2 separate regions of the Sus scrofa genome follow, and region 1 is linked to region 2. A link is a contact called in public Hi-C data. All regions are on one chromosome and are shown on one strand. Each heading gives the region's core, a stretch centred on a gene start, on an enhancer-like site or on the middle of the called end of the contact. The rest is flanking DNA. Distances are from core to core; before and after follow the strand shown.

Region 1 (3,256 bases), core at 528-3,027, 300 kb after region 2:
TCATGGCTCAGTGGTTAACTAACACAACTAGTATCTGTGAGGACTTGGGTTCAATCCCTGGCCTTGCTCAACGGGTTAAGGACCTGGTGTTGCCGTGAGCTGTGGCGTAGGTCATAGATGCAGCTCAGATCCCACGTTGCTGTGGCATAGGCCAGCGGCTACAGCTCCAATTGGATCCCTAGCATGGGAAGCATAGGAATTTTCATATGCTTTGAGCGTGGCCCTCAAAAAAATTTTGTTAACTTGAAATTGTTCCCTATAGTTAGATCGTACATATGTGTCCTATCATGACATTTTAGTCTCACTAGATTTCTGATAAGACTCTTACCATGAGTTTATGTCCTTGAGTATACAAAGAAGAATGCAGCCTGGTCCTTCAGGAACTCAGTTTAGTGAGAGACCCCAACATGAAGACAGAAAATTATAATTTAAGGAGTACCAACATGCAACAGAAACTCATATAAATGAGTGGTTCTAAGTCACGGGGGAGGGGCTGGAGAGGGAGTGGGATCTATATTGGGTCATAACAGAAGCAGCTCACCAGGTGGGGACAAGACAAGTTTTGGGTGCTCTAAGTTTTCATAAAGAGTATTTCACTGTTTTTAACTTGTGATAATCTTGTTTGATACCTGCCCATTTATAGGATGAATACAAGAGACTTCTTCTCTGGCTTATTCCTATGTTTGGAACGTTCCATGATTAAAACTGATTTTTTGGGGGGGGGGAAACAAAGTGGTTTGTTTGTTTTTTTGTTTGTTTTAGGAAACAAAGAAATGTACGTGGCTGGGGGCAAACGATAGGAAGCAGCTGGGAGGTGGGTTTTGATGGATCTGGGCCAGATGGGGGAAGATGTAGTGTGTTGGAATGAATGTTTTATATTTTGTTGTTTAAACAAAAGGGAGTAACATCAGATTATTAAACGGAATTGAAATGACTTTTGTCGTCACCAGACAGCTATGTCAGGGGTGGCAGTGGCAGAGACTGACCAGGCTGGCCCATCCACCTTTGCTTACCGTCTCCAGAAACAGTGCCCTCCGGATGCTGAGAGCAAACCAGACAAGAAAAGATTAGAATCTGGAGGACAAAGGATGCTCTTGACACGTTCGAGCTGGCCAGAGTGCTTTCGAGGCCAGCACATTAGGCGCAGGGAGGTGAGCCAGGCAGGAGAACATGTGTGTTCAATTCCAGTCCACCAGCTCACCAGTCAAGCCATCCCTGCACCACCCCGTTACCTCACGGGGTCCCACCAGCCCCAGGATTGAAGGCCAATTGTGTGTTGCTGTGACAGCAAGTATTGAAAAGGAAAATAAAGAAGCGACGAGCTGCGACACGCTATCATTAAGTAATCATAATTTCCTCCCTCTATTACGACAATAGATGTCACTCTCTCATCTGGAAGGCAGGCCACGTATAGAAACACCATGTCAAAAACCCTTTCACACTAAGACAGAGGGGGACGAGTTCGCTGGGTGTGGAATAGAAGATCTTGATGGGTTGCATCCACCCCGTTTCCCACCCTCCAACTCCTACATGCGCTGATAAAAGTCAGATCTGTAAAGAACTTCAAAGCCTCCCCAGTCTGACAAACAGTAATAAAACAAGAAATTGAAAAAAAAAAAAAAAAGTGTACAGAGGAAGCAGAGCTGACAAGTGTTATGATGGTTCTGTTTTAGTAATCAGCACACTGACTGCGGGGCACTTCCTCCTCGCGGGAAGCCGCGTCTGGGCTGTCAGCGATGAAGGAGGACAGAAAGGTCAGGCGGCGAGGGATGCTGCTGGCCTGCAGGGAGCCACTGCACATTCTTCCCAGCTCCTTTCCTCCAGTCCACTTCCCAGCCCAAGCCCAACTACTCCCTCACCGCCTTCCAAAAGGGAAAATATGGGCAAAGCAGACTCCGTCTGGCCGCTCCCCTTCCCGGCCTCCACTTAACAGAGGACTTGGGTTGGGGGGGGAGGGCAAGGGGAAGGGGAACAACGAGGAAATAGCTCTGGAATCCAGGACATCTGGCTTCTATTCAAACCCAATCACCGACCTTGGGAGCATATTGAAAGCATTTGGCTGTCTCCACAGTCTAAAAGGAGCTATTTATTTCAGACTCAACCACCAGCCCAAACATATGCCTCCATTTGGAAACAATTGGAGGTAAACTTTTTTTTTTTTTTTTTTTTTTTTAAAGGAGGGAGGTGGAAAGAACACAGGACTTTGAGTCAGAAGACGGACCTCCATTCCAACCACTGATCGGCCACTTGCTCGCGACGGCTGTATGACTCTTTGGCTCCCTTAATCTCACTGCAATTTCCATCTCTCAACAGTCAGACCTTGATTTAGTTGCTCCCTCACGGAGAGACTGAGGAGCCGTGCTTGGTAAAGGGTCGCCTCTCTCTTCAGGCACAGGCTTGGCTGGAGTTTACTCACTGGGTATAAAATGCCCAGCTCTCCCCTAGTGCTGCATCATCATGTGGCTAAGGTGCACCTGAGTGCTGATTTACTTTCAAGTGTTTCCTGGTGTGCGGGATTATCGCTGGGACTATTTTTATGCCAATAATGCGCAACAACCCATCGCTGAGATCAGTCCAGGGCAAACTGGAAATGCCAAGTTCCCAAGCCATCACTGGACAGTATGTGCCATAATGACTAACCCTGCCTCAGCATTAACCATCCACAACAGGTCATAAGCTTTCTCCATCCCTTGCTAGAAGCTGCCTCCCATATAAGCCCCATGGCTTCTGCTGTCCTGAATCAGATGAAAGGCGACCATCTTGTTGGAGTTGTTACTGGAAATATCTGCTAAGACACCAAATGTGCACTCGTCCACGGAGAGGGAGAGCTGCTCCTACCTCAACACCTGTGTTTTGGGGTTTTTTTTCTGTCTTTTGCTTTTTAGGGCCATACCTTCAGCATACAGAGGTTCCCAGGCTAGGGGTCTCATCAGAGCTACAGCTGCCAGCCTACACCACATCCATGCCAGATCCGAGCCGCATCGGCGACCTACACCACAGCTCACGGCAATGCCGATCCTTAACCCACGAAGCAAGGCCAGGGATGGAACCCAAAACTTCATGGTTCCTAGTCGGGTTTGTTTCCACTGCACCACCACACAAACTCCTCAACACCTGTGTTTTATTAGTCCTGTTTTCTAGCCTCAAGGTCACACCTGAGCTTCCTTTGCTATGACCAGTTGGTGGAGCCCCTCATGGGCCCATTAGTGTTCACTCTAGTATCACATCCAGAACATTCCTAAGTCATCACGCCTCA
Region 2 (3,173 bases), core at 308-2,807:
ACTCAAAAGGGCTGAATGAAATTTCTATGGTCTGAAAGGGTTTCTACATCAATTAGTCTAGCTGTTCACTTTTCCTGACCTGCAGTGACTCCATTTTATTCACTGAGACATTTCTCACCTCAGTCCATGTACCATCTCCTCCAGGAAGCCCTCTCTGACTACACAGCTGGAGTCTGTGCCTCTTCATCATGTTCCCACAATGCCCCAGGCACGTCTCTCTCTTAGCGCTTGGGACATGACATTGAAGTTTGTTCAATGTCATTTGTCTCAAGTCTTCTTTGTGGTCAGGCACGTACTTTATCAGTCTTTTAAACTCCAGCTTCTAGTGCGGGGTTGGTGCAATGGAGGAGGAGAGTAAAGATTTGCTGAACTAAATGGATGTGTACCTATCATTGGAGAAGTTGCTGGCATAAACCCCCATGTGTCATTTATAAGAGTCTCCTGTAACCTTTGCACTCAGGAAGTTCTAACTCGTATCTGATCCCACATGCAGACATTATTTCTTTCAACCTCATGCAATAACAACTGGTAACTGTCTTCATTCTTATCAGAGCACCCTCAGAAATCACTGATGGGAGTTCCTACTGTGGCACAGCAGAAACGAATCCGACTAGTATCCATGAGGATACGGGTTTGATCCCTGGCCTCACTCAGTGGGTTGGGGATCTGGCATTACAGTAAGCTGTGGTGTAGGTCCCTCGGATCCTGTGTTGCTGTGGCGTAGGTTGGCGGCTGTACCTCTGATTCGACCCCTAGGCCTGGGAACACTCATATATCACAAGTACAGCCTTAAAAAAAAAAAAAATCACTGCTATCACTCATTTCTTTCTACCAAGTCAGCCTTCATTTTTTCAGGCTTAAATCAGGTATGAACTATCAGAACCCCAAATCTGACCATTTTAATTTTTAACAGATGACTAGAAAAGGACTTTCAAGAAGGATTTTGGCCAGAGAGAATGTATGCATTCAATAAGCTGCCGTGCAGCACCTACTCCGTGCCAGACTGTGCTGACAGAGAATAAACAGATGCCAAAATCCCAGGCCATCCAGAGATCTCTAACCTAGAATAGGGAATAAACAGGGGTACTTCATCTAACTAAGAAAAAGCAGCATTTTCCTTTATTTGCGGTGCCTCCATCAGAAGAATCACTCCATTTGGGGAGAATGTAAAAAAGTCCAGAGTGCTAAAAAGCACAACACATTTTACACTTCCTGAGTAGCTTGGGAGAAAACTAGTGGCCCAATCAGGGAACATGTTGGGAACACGTGGGAGAGCCCATGGAAGGATCAGTGCCCTGGGTATGTTGACATTGTGACAGAAGTCCATCTGCGTTTTTGTTGCTGGGCAGAGGCTGGCCTCCACTGACCACATATGCAGAAAGCTGGCAGGAGCCCCTGGTCACCAGCCCCCAAACTGGCAGCCTCCCCTCTCTGGCCAAGGAGCTCAGGGTCTGCGTGACTTGAGGCAATGTCATCTGGGGACACTTGGGATTCTGATCGGGTGAGCCAGTGGAGGCAGCGCAGATAAGACCGGGGCAGAAATCTGGCAGCCTAAATGACATCTGCTTCGTCTGAGGTTTTGGCTCTGGCTCCTCCTGGGAGCCTGGGGCTGGAGCCTGGGAAGGGTGCATTTGGAGCTGGTTACAGCAGGTGGCGCAGGAGAGCAGAAGCCAACCCTCTGTGGGGCCCAAGGAAAATGAAGGATTGATTCCGCCTCAGAGAGAGGCACTAGGGCCAAGAAAGGCAAAGGGGACCGACTGGTCTCTCCACATGGTGCCCAACATGGCATATTGCCCAGGTGACACACACAGCCAGATATGGACATGTCTCTGCTAAAGAAAAACCAAGATAGGTCCTCATAGGTCTGAGTAAAATCCTTGAATGGTCAGTACTTGCAGGAAGCATGATGCAAAGAAAAAGAAAAACAACATCTAGTATTCACTTAAAGGGCAAGATAAACACTCCTAGAGCTCAAAGACTCTGACCTATGGACGGCTGACGGGTAAAGTGTAAGTCCCCAAATAAACCTCCACCTCCACCACCACCACCGCCACCACCACCAAAACAAAACAAGAACAAAACCCCACTTAATCTTGTCAGTGGAGCTCTGGAAAGCAACATTTTTAAACAAGACACACAAAAAAGAAATTTATCTCCACTGAAAGCTGCCAGATGAAGCCACCTTCTTGATGTTCTTATCTCGGGGTAAGCTTGCCTCCAAAACACATACCCTCCCACATACACCCCAGGCTCCTCAGTTTCTCTGCCGCAAAGGGCAGAAAGCATGGTTCTACTTATTTATTTTATGCAGTGGCATAACTTGAAGAACTTTAATCAGGAAATTCTAAGCAGGGGATAAAAGTGTCACACAGAGGCTATAGGACAATCTCTCTCCTCTGAGAGATAACATTCAAAAGCAGTGAACTGCTGAGACTCGCCATAGAGAGTTTACCTCCTCTACTGAAGCAGTGTGGGCTGGCTCAGGGATAAGACTTAGGGAATGCAAGGAATTTTACTTATTTTTCCATTTGGTTTACTTTCGTTACTTCTCTTGTGGGGAAGCAATCCGAGATGCTTAAGGGCTGATGTTTTATAAATCAATTCTCTGTGTTTACTTACGTGCATATACATATATGCAAAATTGTGCACTGCTTGAAAAGCAAAACATTTGACATATTTGTTCTCCACCTTCTGCAAAAAGCAGGGTCTGCTCAACTAGTAAATGAGTCTGGGGTCTGTCCTACAATCTACTGCCTGCAATGGAATAGGGTTCACACCACAGATGTCTCAACAGCAGAAAGTCTCAGAGTATATATACTCCAGAAGGAGGAGGCAGATAGCGTTGTTTCACCCTCTGTGCCTTAGGACTTGCTCTGTTTAGCCTGGAATGTCCTTCCTCAACTCCAGTCTTCTTCATTTTGTGGGCCATCTTCTGTCTTTTTCAAGAATACTCATCACATCTGAAGCCCCCACCCCCCGACCAGCCTCTTACCCCCATGTGTCCTTAGAAATCCTGTGCAAATCTCATTCCAAGCACAGGACACAGAATGATGCTGTTGTCACCACCCGCTGCTATAAAATTCATGCTATGTTATAGACTACTTTTTTTTTCCTGCTTCTTTATGTCTTCCCAGATCCTTCTCTCCCCAGCTCCTCCTAAGTAGGGTTGCCAG

What was found. A called contact is a pair of places that touch in the nucleus more often than the background predicts.
Region 1: a contact with region 2 is called in a Hi-C map of fetal liver, with 2.2 times the contacts expected there. The contact joins two enhancer-like sites. A contact is called at or near these places in 18 of 47 Hi-C or Micro-C datasets (alveolar macrophages, brain, embryonic fibroblasts and 12 more) and 1 of 2 datasets of contacts at active chromatin or transcription factors (skeletal muscle).

Annotation. Positions count from the first base shown.
Region 1 is chr9:49,519,089-49,522,344 of Sscrofa11.1, forward strand. All of the region lies in intron 1 of LOC102164776, which reads right to left. Among named protein-coding and RNA genes, the nearest start is that of UBASH3B, 110 kb to the right of the region's middle. Within about 2 kb of position 1,778, at least 3 of the 83 cell types and tissues checked have an H3K27ac peak or open chromatin away from gene starts, as enhancers often do. A contact at or near this core is called in skeletal muscle, where this site is marked.
Region 2 is chr9:49,217,519-49,220,691 of Sscrofa11.1, forward strand. The region is part of intron 3 of LOC102164776; the gene reads right to left. Among named protein-coding and RNA genes, the nearest start is that of MIR100, 61 kb to the left of the region's middle. Within about 2 kb of position 1,558, at least 28 of the 83 cell types and tissues checked have an H3K27ac peak or open chromatin away from gene starts, as enhancers often do. A contact at or near this core is called in skeletal muscle, where this site is marked.